Linked DNA regions of Gasterosteus aculeatus: region 1 is linked to region 2. The links are chromatin contacts, called in public Hi-C maps. All regions are on one chromosome and are shown on one strand. Each heading gives the region's core, a stretch centred on a gene start, on an enhancer-like site or on the middle of the called end of the contact. The rest is flanking DNA. Distances are from core to core; before and after follow the strand shown.

Evidence for each region. Hi-C and Micro-C count contacts between places; a contact is called where the count stands out from the background.
Region 1: a Hi-C map of skeletal muscle shows a contact between it and region 2, with 12 times the contacts expected there. The contact joins two enhancer-like sites. A contact is called at or near these places in 5 of 6 Hi-C or Micro-C datasets (liver, skeletal muscle, tail fin and 1 more).

Annotation. Positions count from the first base shown.
Region 1 is chr15:3,651,230-3,658,442 of fGasAcu3.hap1.1, reverse strand. No RefSeq gene overlaps it. Among protein-coding and RNA genes, the nearest start is that of LOC120832524, 7.2 kb to the right of the region's middle. Within about 2 kb of position 5,797, at least 6 of the 9 cell types and tissues checked have open chromatin away from gene starts, as enhancers often do.
Region 2 is chr15:3,607,095-3,613,947 of fGasAcu3.hap1.1, reverse strand. eif2ak4 (eukaryotic translation initiation factor 2 alpha kinase 4) reads right to left here. Exons shown (of 39, transcript XM_040198836.2): 6 at 6,762-6,853; 7 at 6,578-6,678; 8 at 6,325-6,482; 9 at 5,702-6,240; 10 at 5,233-5,348; 11 at 4,918-5,072; 12 at 4,376-4,815; 13 at 4,216-4,288; 14 at 4,041-4,130; 15 at 3,837-3,959; 16 at 3,646-3,750; 17 at 3,512-3,569; 18 at 3,338-3,417; 19 at 3,131-3,232; 10 more. Among protein-coding and RNA genes, the nearest start is that of eif2ak4, 6.6 kb to the right of the region's middle. Within about 2 kb of position 2,362, at least 1 of the 9 cell types and tissues checked has open chromatin away from gene starts, as enhancers often do.

The DNA of each region.
Region 1 (7,213 bases), core at 4,548-7,047, 41 kb before region 2:
AAGAGAACAAATACTCCATGGCAGTATTTCTGCTAATGCAAACCACAAGTTCCTCTGGCCCAAGTGAAGCTGTGCAGTGGAAACTGCAGACGAGCCTCTGGCCGTGAGTGACGCATTACTTGCTAACCTTAAGGGACTGCGTGGCTGTAGTGCAATCAGTGTCATGGGAACGGGAACGCGTCCCGTCTCCGTGAGGAGACAGTCTTAGTTAAGTCCCAGTCAGTCGATATGAGGTTACTGCGTGTGAACGCAGACATGTTGCGCTGAAACAGCAACACGCAGCAAGCAAAATCAAAAGGCGAGGGAGCGAGGGGAGCGGGGCTATTAGAACCACGTGTTTGGGCCCGTGCCATGCGGCCTGGGGGTGCCAGGAAGGAGAGGAGGAGGCGGCGGCCCGTTCGTGCGAGCCCGCGCGCCACGGCCCCCCCCTGGGTTTCCATCCGAGGCAGAGAAGTGACAACGGCCGAAGGCCCGAGGCGCAGAGATGCGCGGAAATAAAGTTTTCCATCGCCAGCTGTTTCGAAGTGGCGTTTGTTAGAGAGCAGGTGCAAGGCTTTTCAGATCTCCCCTTAAATCGAACGCCAACGACTTGCACGGTCAGTCGGGCTCGGAGGCGAACGCAGTAGCGAGATAAGAGAGGAGACGCAGGGAGGAGCGAGGGAGGGGAGGGGGGGGGGGGGGGGGGGGTCAGAGGTCACCGCTGCAAGAGTTGAATCACCTCGAGCTCACAGACTTATCTGTTGTTGAGCTGAAAGTTTTGACTCTGCGCCCGACCTCCTATGGCTGCACGCGCAGGGACGTGTGTAGTTAAATTCACACACACACACACACACGCACACGCACACAAATGCGCAGCACTCGAGAGAGAGAGAGAGAGAGAGAGAGAGAGAGAGAGAGAGAGAGAGAGGTACTCCCTCTCACGCAACGGGCCGAGATTGTGTCAGCGCAACGGGCCTCCTGCCAGAGGGAGGGGGAGGGGCCCACAGGTGCCGGGACTTAAGCCTGGGGGAGGAGTGGGAGGAGGGGGAGAGAAAAACGAGGAGAGGCAAGTGGATGCATTGGGAAAGAGGAGAGGAGAGGGATGTGCAAACGAGGCCCAGGACACGGCAGTAAATGTCCCACAACGGGACGAGGAGGGAAATAAAAGTGGAAAAGTATCTCCGCACTGTCCTTCCCGTCAGCTTCTCCAAAAACGTGTGCGAGAGGAGTAACAAGTGTTTAGAAATGCATGAGAAGAATCTTTTGAGCTGCTCTGCTCTGTCCTGCACACTTTAAATGAGCTCTTTTCCAGAAGGGAGGGAGAAAAAAAAAAAAACCCAACATGCTGGTAAATTCTATTTGCTCAGCAGAATTTAATATGAGCGAGCTGGAGGTGCTTTTCTTCTGAGTCCCCGGAGACACATCCATCTCTGGGTGATGGTTGGGAGGACAAAGGAGGACTGCCCCCGAGGCTTAGCCCAGGCATGCTTAACCACACACACACACACACATACACACAGAGCATGATCACGCACGCCGTTATCAACAGTTGCGAGCGCGCGCGCGCAGACGTGCACACAGACGCACTTATTCACACAAGTGCGGCGCTCAAACAGAGACCGCCTTGTCTGACAACAACTAGTCCTGGTCAAACACAGAAGAGAGGGGGGGGGGGCGGGGGGGGAGAGTGGAAAAAGGGGTTGAAAGGGACCCGGCGAGGTGGGGACGCACGCTACGAAGTAAACGGATGGAGTAAACGAAAAAAGGTCTCCAAGGGATAGCGGCGTGCTGGACGGAGGGACTCGAAGGCCAGGGGACGTCACAGATGTGCCGAGCGGAGGAAACGGAGGAAACGCGAGGGCCGATTGTAGCGAGCAGTCAATGGCCCGGGACAGCCGTGTCCCACTGAGGAAACAGCATGAGGACATGTTTACACACAAGAGCTGCCGGCAGGTTACTCGGGCTGCAGGGATTTTTTTAAAACTCTCAGTTGCCGTCAATCGTCTCGGGCCTCTTTTTGACAGGTGTGAGTAAGGCCTAAGTAACGGTGGCACATATAATCTAAAATGTGTGGTGAAAATGATAAAAATCTGACCGGATCAGCGACCGAAATAAAACTCCCAACGGACCCTCGTTCAAATGAAGCCAAATGAACACATCAAAACCAACTGCAACCTATTATACAAATGTAATTTGTAGTTAAGGGAATTGGGTAATTGGGTTTTGCTTAGTTGGTATGAACAGTCACGCAAATCACTCTAGTGCGAAACCCCCCCCCCGAGGATTCTTGCCCTGGAACGGCCCTCAGCCTCGCTTAGTTCATTTCCTGTTCCTGGCGGAGGCAATGAGGAGTAATAAGCCTCAGCGCTGCGCTCGCTGCTCCTGGCGGCGATGTTGTCGCAACACAACTTCACTAATGTGCCGATCGTAGAGGAGCGGGAGAGAAAGGGTGAGACGGAGCGCCGTCTCACTAAATCCCCCCCCCGGTTGTAATGAGAGATACGGAGCAAGCCCCCCCCCCACCCCTGAGGAGAAAACTAGGAGGACCCAGAAATGCGATGCAGCCAAAAGGAGATTGCTCATCTCCCGGTCAGATGCAAAAGGCGGAAGTCCCCTGGGGAATATTGGCAAGGCAGGCTGATCTCAAAGGACCCTTGAGAATATCCCATTTCGGGCCAAGGGGCCTCTACAGTGCTGCTGTCAAACAATTGTGCTGACCTGAGAGGGATGGGTGATGGGTGGCAGCACCCTGCGCCCCGGGAAGTCTTTTTTAATTTTTTGTACAAAAACAGTACAGCTTGAATAAAAAGACACTTCGGCAACGCGCGATTACGCAGAAACCATTAAAGGGGACGTTGAGTGACTCACATTACAATCCTGCAGCTTCGAACCAAAATGAAATGCGAATACCGTACCCCCCCCCCCCCCCCCCCGCCCCCGCCCCCCCCCCGCCCTCGACTCCACGGCACTCCCCAAATCATAAACAGATCCTCAGTTATTCCACACGCGCTGGTGCTGCCTGGGTCACGTTCACCCCGGCCTGGTCGCAGATACCCGTGACCGACCCTATTACACACTTACCCAATTACCGAGTGAGACTAGGCAGGTGTGGGTGGGGGGGGGGCACACACACACACACACACATAAGCGTCCAGGGTTAGCAGCAGGCTACAGGGGTCGTCGAGTGCACCGAGTTGCGTCGTGCAGGCCTGGCCCCGTCCCAGCTGGCTTTGGGCCGCGGTACAGGTGCCACACTAGATCACCACCGGGACCTCCTTTCACCCTATACACCCCCCCAACTTCCCCCCCCCACACACACACACACACACACACAGCATATCGCTCTCCAGCTAGTGTGAGCTTTAACAACAGGTGCAGTAGGTTAGGCTGCAGGCCCCGACATGCGAGGAAACAGACTGTTATTGTGGGTCCTTCCTTCTATCATCTCCTGTTATTCCTCCCCCCCGCCCCCCCCGCCCCCCCTCGCCCCCCCTCGCCCCCCCTCTACCTCTTCTCCTCCCCAACAGCCCTGGGGAGCAATGGAGAGGTCCGACCTGAGCATGTAACCCGAGCACGACTCTTCTGTATTGTGCAAGGATGTTGAAAAGAGGAGGGGAAAACGGTGGAGGGTTTGTTGCACATGGAGAGGATTGGACAGCACGGCTGTGAGCTTGTGTGTGGATGTGTGTGCGTGTGTGTGTGTGTGTGTGTGTGTGTGTTTTAGAAGCAGTAAATAGGTTATGAGGCCGTCTAATGATAAGATTCCTCACCCCCGTGGCCGGCAATGGTGCAATTAATGTCAGGATTTGACCCACTGCTTTCACTCGGTGACGGATAGACGGCTGTCCATCCATCCATCAGTGCACGCCACCGGTCAGGATATGAACATGTCAACTGGTGCTCATTGGCTGGTGCAAATGCTTAAAAAAACAAGTCTGAAGTGCACAGTGACTGTATCCCAGCACAGGAAAACTTTGCAAACTACTGCATTTCATTATGAGGAATCCAGATGTGCTTCTTGGCTGCTGGTGAATGTCTTCAGCTCTGTATGACACTGCTGTCGGCCTCAGTGCAGAGAGAGGAATGACACCTCAGGGCAAGAACCTCTCTCTCTCTCTCTGCCTTTTGCTCATCTCCCTCTCTTTGCTCTCTTCTGACTCTTTCTTTCACCCTACTCCACTTACTTTTGCGCCCTCTTTCCTACCCCCGCCTCTCATCCTCTTCAGTCCGTCTTGTTTTTACCACCCTCTCTCTCTCTCTCTCTCTCTCTCTCTCGCTCTGTGTGCCACTGTTATCACATCATCTGCGCAGAGAGACGAGGTTGGTCTGACCAGTGACAGGTAATCAGAGGGCATGTGGGAGTTGGCTCCAGAAAGTCTGCCCCTATACCTACTTTGACACTGGCGCTCCCTCTTTTTTCTTTTTCATTTCCCCCCCTCCTCCCCCCGCTCTCTCTTTGTCTCTCAAAACACAAACTCACACAGACACACACACACACACACACACACACCGCCAGACATCTGCAGACTGCGTGGTGGACCAGTCATGTCAAATGTCAGTTAAGAAATTAGTCACCAGGGAGCAGGATGAGTAACATCGACTGTCTCATCGCCTCTTCACTTCTGTTCTGAGGTGTTCGGAACAATGTGGGAGCTGCCATGAGCAGTATTTTTTCATTTATTTTGCTACGCAAGACTCACCGACTGTTCCTGAATCTGACTACGAAGATGATTGTTAAGAGGAACGTTTGTGGTGGGATCATGTGTTGATTTCCTGAATAACAGTTGATCTCGTGCACATTCAGCCTTCGCAGCGGGAGAAAACTACTGTGAAGTTATAAACCTCTAAGTGTGCCGTGAAATGAAGTTTTTTTGTATTATTCTTAAATGTGTTTAAGACTGACCTTAAAGAAACTCTGCATGCACGAACAGTTAGTTCATTCTGCCCTCTATTGATACAAACGTGTAACTGCAAAAGAAAAAAAAGTCTGCTTTTGCTGCCTTATATTTTTTCCCTCTTACTTAAAACAATGCAGCGATTTATTTTGACATATATAAAGCTGACATTCCTCAACAGGTTGGGGGGGATATTGGAAAAATCTGATTCTCAAAGAGGAAGACGCATCCAAATCCAACGTCGGAAAACACATCCGTCAGTAATTTTACAAGCATTCTTCATTTTTAATGGTACTGGGAGAACATGCAAGGTCAGGAAGAAAAGGCCCATCCTCTCTTACTTTTAACCATTGGACCCCCCCCCCCCAAGCCATCTTAACATGTCATTATTGTGTGACTTTTGTGTCCTTGTGCTCCTAAAGTGGGTGGTGTCACTCACTCGTTTGAAGTGTAGACCACTGTCATTTTTCTGTCAGTCTATTTAAATAGCGGTTGGAGAGAGTCGGACTGAGTCACGGGTCCCGTCTGCCACTGTGGGAGCGTCAGGAGAAGTCCCCCTCTGCTGGATCCTATTTGGCCGATCACCTGACAGGAGCCAGACGGGTCACCGGTGGGAGCTGAATCAGATCAGACGCGGCGGGCCACGTCTAGACGAGGAGCAGACCCCCTTCCTTGTATTGTTTGTTTGGTAGGTGGTGGTGAGAGAAAAACAGGAAGAGAGTGTGACTAAGCCAGTGAAAACCTGGTGTCCGGGAGCAGCGAAGGCTTCCTGCCGTCGGATGTTTCCTCACACACACACACACACACACACACACACTGACTGGCCAGCACTCAGAGTTATCGTCTATGTTTTGTGCGATAATATAAACTGGACACTATTGGAAGAGGTGCGTCTCTAGATTCCACCACACAGTGGCAGCACGACATAAAGAAAAGAAAAAAGGCCTTTTTTTTTTTTTCTCAGGGACTAAAAGCCAGGCTCACACAATAGGTGATAGGAATAGTTATTCCACTTTGATAAAATATGCTTATTTACGTTATTTAATAGAGTTAGGCGAGAAAATTGTCAACACACCTTAAGAATATCAATCTTCGAATCGATCCCTCAACAAGAAACCTTCGGTAATGTTCTGAAATGTCCTTCACACTTTCACCCACCTTTGCGTAACTTACACTCTCTCCTTCTGACCCGTATCTACTTTCCTTCGGTCCACGTGACTGCACATGAGCGCACATGCCGCCTATGGTCGATGATGTCAGCTCCCTCGCTTCACCTTCATAAAGGTCAGAGAACCAGCACATTTCTCACATTCTTGCTCCTGTCTCCTGTCCTCCTCCTCCCCCCCCCCACAAAGACAGGAGTGTATATTTGTCCCAGACACAACGTTAAGCAGTGAGCATTTTCCCTTCGCAAGGTGGTTGTTTCGCCTCAATGTTTGAGTCGGTGGAACTGTAATTATGTCCGAATTTACAGCTGAAACACGGGTTGTGACATTCCTCTGCCAGCTGGAGGTCTGCCTGTAAATCTGGCACCTTTACCTGAGGAGCCTCCCCCAAAGCACACGGAAACCGCTAGAACCTTCTAAGGAAAGCCTCAGGTGTGGGTTCACGCTTTCGGCGTGAGCTCAGGACTCAAGATGATCTAATCAGGACGATAGCAGGAAGGCAGAGTTGATATATTTTCATGATTTATGGTACGCCTCATCAGCTTGATTTATTTTCACCAAAAGAAAATGAGATAATGAGTTTATACTTACTGATTCAAAGGGAAATCAGAGTGCGTGTTTTTGTTTAAGATTATGCTTATCTGACCCTTGACAGCTTCACACATTGTTGATGCCAGCTATTTAAAAACGGGTGTTGGTCTGCCACTAGCAACTCCCTGGTAAAGATAGTTGAGCGTTTAGCAGCTAAAGTACCAATTGATTCCATTGGGATTTGGTGGTGACCAAAATAGAGCAAAAAACGAGAGAGCAAATGAACATTTGTGTCTTGAAATACAACCTCCAGATAAGTAGCAAATACTTTGTCTGTGCTTGATGTGTGAACAAGCAAACGTTTGCTCGCCAACGACAGCAACACGTTTTTTAGGTGACACGATGTTGTAACGCTCTCTAGTGGTCAACATTGCAGTTAATGGAGGTTTGAAGTAATCATTGAGAAAAAGATGATCGGCTCACTTCCTCCTCGATATCTAAATTGTGTTAAAGTGATATCATACATTGTGACAAGATTATGAAATACAAAATCACGTCTGTTAAAACAGCGCGCTCAAGGCTGGACTACCAAGTACTTTGCTCGTAAAACTGAACATTTTGCCAGAGAAAACTGCACAAGTT
Region 2 (6,853 bases), core at 1,113-3,612:
GCTGGGACCGAATACCTACCAAGTGGTCATAGCGTCCCCCAGCAGCCAGGATGTCCGGAACGATTCGCTTGCGCTTCCTGATGAAAGCCACGAACTGGAAGATGATCCCGGAGTGATGCTGCACCTTGTACACTAAGCCCAAGTTGACCACCACCTACAGAGAGAATACAGCCGCGTTGAAAAGGCGTGAGAAAACGCACCACGTCTCTTACCCCAGAATCCAACTCACCTGCAGCTTGACTCCTAGACCGCGCAGCAGCGCCGTGACCTCCTCCAGGTCCTTGAGGCCCTGCTTGGCCAGCTGGGTGACGGCGGTCTTCTGTTTGGTGAGTGACGTCAGTAGCGGCGCCAGGTCCTGCAGATTCCCCTTCTGTTCTATGTACTTGTACAGCGTCTGCAACTGGACGCAACAGCGCCGTTTACGAGCAGGAACTAAGTCCACTAATTGTTTTCCCAGGAGGTCCGTTCACCCGGAGGACTCACGCTGTTGGTTGACAGTGAAAAGTTGCAGAACTTTGCCTCCACCTCACGTTTGGTTAGCTTTTCGCTCTGTAGAAAAAAACAAGGGGCGAAAAGGGAGCCTGGAACGTTACCACTGCTACATTCAGTCAGAGCACTATTGTAAATGTTCATAACAGCATATCAGGAACGGCGACGCGAGTAACATCTGTGATGCACGTGTGAACTGCACTGACCATGGCGTCACACAGGATGGTGGAGGCCTGGCTCAGCTTGTCCTCGGGGACTCCGCTGTGGAGCAGGATGGCCTTGAACAAGCTGGTGTGGTTCAGGTAAATGTTATAGTTCCTTTCCTGCAGTCACAGAAACACGCCTTTAACCCTCCCTGCTGCAATTACAGTAACAAAAAAAAAAAAAAAAAAACGAGAGCACTGCTGTTCAACGGGCGCCTCGCTGAGTAATGACTGTTGTGTCCGGCCGCCCTCTCATTCCGTCCGACGCACATATTCTTAAGAGCTTTCACACAAAGAGCAGGGTGGCGGACGGGGATCAGAAACGGGATCAACGAGGGACGACCCGGAGGCCGGTCTCCGGGTTCACGCAGAGGCAGCTGCGCCTGCACACTGAGGCGTGTGGACAGGATATATCGATTGTACTCGGCAGCGAGGAAGGAAGTGCACAGAGCTGCGCATTACAGATATTCTTTGCGAATAATAAATATGGTGTGAATCTGTCAGGCTTACACGTAGTCTGGTATGTTAGGAATGTCGGTGGGAAGTGAGAAAACGGCATGCGGCGATAGGAAAATAAAAAAAAGAACAACGGCGCGTACAGCCCGTCAACAACCTCAAGAGGAGGCGGCGCGGCACAAGCCGGCAGATCGCCGGGTCGTTTAAACACAGCTGGTTCATGTGACCTGGAGCGCGGCGAACTCCTGGACTATTTCAGAGACGGCGTAGATGGTCTCGGCGTCGGGCAGCAGGCTGTTGGTTACGGGCGTGATGATGTCAAAAGCGCACTCCAGAAGCTCCCTTGGGTGCGCGCGATCCAGCTTCCTGGGGCGGAATACTCGCTCGATGCTGTACCTTGAGAGAGGTGGCAAAGAAACACTGGTGTTGGTTTTGTTTTTTTTACAACATGAATGTCAGTTCCTGGCGGTGAATTCAATGAATAAATACCAGATAATGTAATCAGTCATTGCATTTTTCACAAAAACATCACCTAACGGCAACTACAAAAACAAAAAAACAACCTTGCAGGACAAAATAAAATACATACAGATCTGTTCGATCATTTAACTTTACCTCTTCAGGTGAGTTATATTATTGCGAGCGACGAATCTCGAAAACGCCATCTATAGTAGACAGAGAGTTGAGACACGTAATGACGGTGAAGTTGGTGCACGCCGGGCTGTAATCTATCACACTGTGGAAACAACCATTTAGTCCTCGGGGTCTCCTGAAGCAGCAGGAGCTCGAGGCGGCTGCTGATTGTGTGCGTGTGCCGATTTCTGTGTAAATGGTGTTATGCGCACGTCGGGACTCACGCGAAGGTCGTAGGGCAGCGTAACCAGCATTCCGCTGTGGTCCATGAAGCAGGCCGGCTCGCTGCCATCGTACAACTTCCTGTTTCTCGGCAGGAGCAGCGGCGTCTGGAGACGCACCGCACCTGAAATCAAACGGCGTGAGCTACCGCGACGTGTGCCGCGGGGAAGCGTAACCCGTCACCCCGACGGGGACGCCGTGTGAGACTCACGCGCGCCCAACCAGCGCACTCACCGTGCCTCTTGAAGATCCGGGTGATCGTTTCGTACACATGCTGCTGCAATTTGGCACTGTTCAAGCTGAAGCTGCCCTGAAGGGAGACCAAACAAAACCGCCTCTGTTAGGGATCAGGAGACATCGATTAAGCACTACCAGACCTTCTGCCGGTCGGTCGCACAGACCAGACGAGTTAAGCAGCACTGAGGTGTTGCTGCAGCCGTTCGTGTGTCCGCAGTGACACCTGCAGGGCGAGCGGGGAACATCTGAGTAGACAGAACTGCTTTTTTTTTTTTTTTTAAACAAACGACACATGACCTTCTACCTGGTCTCGTATAAATCATGTCTCATAAACCACACACGCTTTGTCTAATCAAAAGCAAACACATCTAATGTTAAAAGTCTTGTGTTGCACCGGTCTCATGCAAGACAAAAGAAAGCAGACCTTGTGCAGGTCTATGTCGTAGGTGTAATCCATGACCGGCGAGGTGTTCTGGGCAAACAGCTGGCCAACCATGGTGCGGTAGGCCTTGCCGTTGATGTTGGCCATGGTGTGCTGCAGCACCTCGTGCAGCTCCGACTCCTCCATCTGCGGCGGGGGCAGCAGCTCGCTCTTCAGCAGCTCCTGGGCGGTGGGCCGGAGGGCCGGGTCGTGGTTCAGCAGCCACTCGATCACTTTCCTCTGACGGTTGGAAAGACGGGATGAAAGCGAGCCGTTCCATCGCTCCGCATCGAGAGGTCGTGCTCCGGCGTCCTCACCTGAGTTCCCTGCTCGTACGCGGTGAAGTCCTCGGGGAAGTTCATGGGCTCCTGCAGCGTGAAAAGAGAGGAGGTGAGAAACGCTTTGCAACGAGCCCCTGCGTGCAACCCAGACGGCTCCCGGTGGGCGAAGGACGGACGGACGGACGCACCGCACGCAGCAGGCTCAGGACAGAGATGCGCTCGGCCCCCGTGGTCATGGGCCGGTAGGACATCTCGAACAGGATGATGCCCAGGCTGAACAGGTCCACTTTCTGGGCGGGATGAAGGAGAGGTCGGAGCATTAGCAGATGCTCAAAAACGAGCACGGACACCAGCCGCATGGGAGGCAAGGATTTGGTTTTAAATCAGAATCCTACTTGGTTGTAGTTGGCTTTGGTGGTTCCTTGAACCTCCGGGCTGACGTAGAGCGCCGTGCCGACCATGCCCGTCATGTTACCTGAAGAACGTTGGCGCAAAAAGCAGCAGCGCTGCGTCAGGGGAGAGCAGACGCGAGACAAAACCGGATCACACCGCGGGAATGTTGCGCGCACCTGTTGGGTCCGGTTTGACTGCCGAGCCGCTCTCCTCCGCTTCACATTTACCTGCAGCCTGTAAACCATTTCACCGCCGGAGTTACACATTTTAAACACGTTAAGCCGAGCTATCAAGACAAGACTTGGCATACCACATTAGCGGGATGGTCCGTAGCCAGGCCAAAGTCCCCGATCTTCACGTGGTCGTGCGAGTCAAGGAAGATGTTGACAGGCTTCAGGTCCCTGTGAATCATGCCCTAAAAGAGATAATTGAAAACACGCCTTCGTTTTTTAGTTTTTTCCTTCCCATGTTGCAAACCTCAAACACACAAACATCAAACACCTGCTCGTGGATGTAAGCGAGGCCATCGAGAATCTCTCTGAAGAGCCTCCACAGGCGATTGTGGTCCTGGTGCAGCCCGTGATCTATTGTGTCCCTTAAAGTGCTCTTTTCACAGTATTCCATCTGCCGGGAACAGAAGACACGCATTACACGCGAGGCAGAGGCCTCTGGTGGCAAAGAACGGCGCTTTGGCGTGACGCTCACTTGTATGTACAAGTAATGCGCTATGCGCTGAGGTCGCTCAGAGTCCGCGCTCTCCGCCGTGTCCGTCGCCGGCCTTTTGCTGGGCTCGACCTGCGTGGGCAGAGCAACCCGTTAGCTGCACCGCGCACGACACCACCGGCGCACGACCGATCACGACTCCAACGGGCGCTCAAACCTGCGACATGTCGCCCGTGCTGCCGTCGCCGTTGTCGAAGATGATGTCACTACTCGAGTCGCTATTTGACGGCCTGAAAAAAATAATAATAATACGCGAGCAATGCGTGAGGATTTGAAGCAGGCGAAAGTCGGTGGATTCACTGAAGAAAGACGCTTACAAAAAAGAGGCACCAAACACATCTTCGTCGTCATCATCCTCTTCATCACTCGACTGGGGCGCGCTGCATTTGGCGCTGGATGACCTCTCGATGGAGGTGGACCACTCCACAGAGCTGGACAGGGCCGGGGGAGGCGCGGCGTCCTCCACGCCGTCGCCCGGCTCGCCGGCGCCCCCGCCCACCCCCCGCGGCGGCTCTTTGCGCTGAGGGGACTTGTCGCCGGCGCTCCAAGCGGCCTCGGAGCTGTCGCCGTTGCTCAGCAACCCCGACGGGGGGATCTCGTGCCGCTCGATCCACGCGTTGTAGTACCGCACGATGTTCTCGTGGTTGAGGCGCGACAGCAGCGTGACCTCGCCTTTGATCCGCCTGAACTGCTTGCTCGCCGGGTTGACCAGGATGCGCTTCACGGCGTAGTAGCAGCCGTCCAGGTTATTCTGGACCTGGCGAGGCGGGAGAAACAAAAAGTGGACGCGGGAGAATTTGCAGCAGATCCCTTCTCTGCCCGAGTGGAAAGCTCTCTGGCCCTCTGGAGAAGAGCTTACCTTAATCACAGCGCCAAAGGCTCCTTTTCCAAGGAGCTGGAGTTCCTCGAACTCATTGAAGTAGCGAGAAAACTGCCTCTCCACCCCGGAGCTGAACGGAGCATAAGGGATGTGGCTCCGCGGGATAACGGACGAAGGGAAGTCCACGGCGGGAACTGAGATGAACGAAAAACATTAAGGAACCACGTTGTTGGAGTTTATCTCTCTCATTTACTCATCTACGTTTAACTTCTGCTGCCTCTGCAGAATAACAAACACTAAGTTTAGAATATATCGTCCACATCATTCAGACGGTTTCATGGACGTGTTCGATACCTTCCGGGCTGGAATTGCGGTGCAGCGGGAGGTGTTTCGGCGATGGAGGCTTGAGGAAGGCGTGGTCCAAAAGCTGCTGAGCGGTCCAGCGCTCAGCGTCATTCAGGCACAGACACCTTCGACACAACATAAAAGGACGCACTTTAGTCCACACTACGAATCCACATAACCATAATTAGGGAAATGCCTGAATGATCTAAATGAAACAACTTTATTAAAAAAAAAAACTATTTTAAACAGTAAAGCAATCGGACGGTCAAACAAAACGATCCACAAAATGATGATGATGACCAATCAGGAGTGACAATAAACAGCGTCAGCGCTATTTCAATGATGATTACATTAATTTGTCATAATTGTGTTCATGCTTTTCAAAATCAATCTGCATGTAACACCAACTGTGACAATAACAGTTACAGAGAAAGTATAAAAGTGACAGTATGGTGTTCATCCATCCATCCGTACGTACTTGTGGAGGAAATCCTGAAAGTCTGCAGGCAGGCTGGCGGGCACCGTCACTGGATACTCCTGCGTCTCTTTCCCCTGACTCAGCGCCAGAAGCATCAGGCCCAAGTTCCACACGTCGCCCTTCTTGCCTGTTTTCATCGGCATCGCCGCGTCCTCCGAGAAACGCACGTGGGCTTGCTCAAAAATGTCCTCTTTGCACATGTCGGCAAACCTCCTCGACAAGCTGTAATCGGTCAGTCGGACGTTGCCCTCGGAGTCCACCAGCACGCTGGAGGCCGCCAGCTGCTTGTGCACCACGGAGTTGGCGTGCAGGTAGTCGAGGGCGGCCAGCAGCTGGGCGGCGTAGTGGCACAGCTTGTCCGTGGCCAGCGGGGTGTTTGCGACGAGGCTCCGGGTCAAGTTGAAGCCGGCCACGTGCTCCACCAGCAGGTTGACCGCCAGGCAGTCCTCCTTCTCGGTGGAGCTCATCGCCATGTAGCGCACCAAGTTGGGGTGATCCAGCCGCAGGAGGGAGTTGAACTCGGCTTCCGCCCCCTGGATCTACTCGGGAAATCAGAAGAATGGTCTCTCAGAAGAAGAGACTGTGATTCGGCGCGTGGATTTTGCAACGGAGACACTACTTGCCTGCTTTTTGCAGCTCTCGAGCCTCCCTTTCTCCTGGCTGGTGAAGAACTTGCCCATCTTCTTGTTCCAGCGGAGAGACCACTCGTAGATCACGGCAAAGTCGCCAGAGTTCGCCTCGAACCCGTGGTGAACGCTGCGGCGCAGCCGCTCGCTGACGCCTGTCGGTGTGAGACACGCGGTCGTGAGCGTACAGACGGGTCACCGGGATTGAGCCACGTTGGCGAGGTCTCAAGACAGCCGAGCCCAAGCTCACCTAAGCTTTTCCCCCTGTGGACCACAAGCTCTCCGAAAGCGCTGCTGGAGAAGCGGAGAAGCTCTCGCGAGCGAGGGGCGTCTTCGTTAACGGTGTCACGTCTGGGGAGGGAAACAGGACGCAGCTTTAAGCATCGACGCTTCTTCAACACGGGGGGGGGAGAAGCGGCCGGTTCGCCGTGTACCTGTGCCGTGTGTTTGAGGTAGTCCGCCGGCGGCTGGCTGCCGCCTTCTTGGCCTCCATCAGCTCGGGAGGAGCGGCGCCGGGGCTGGGCGG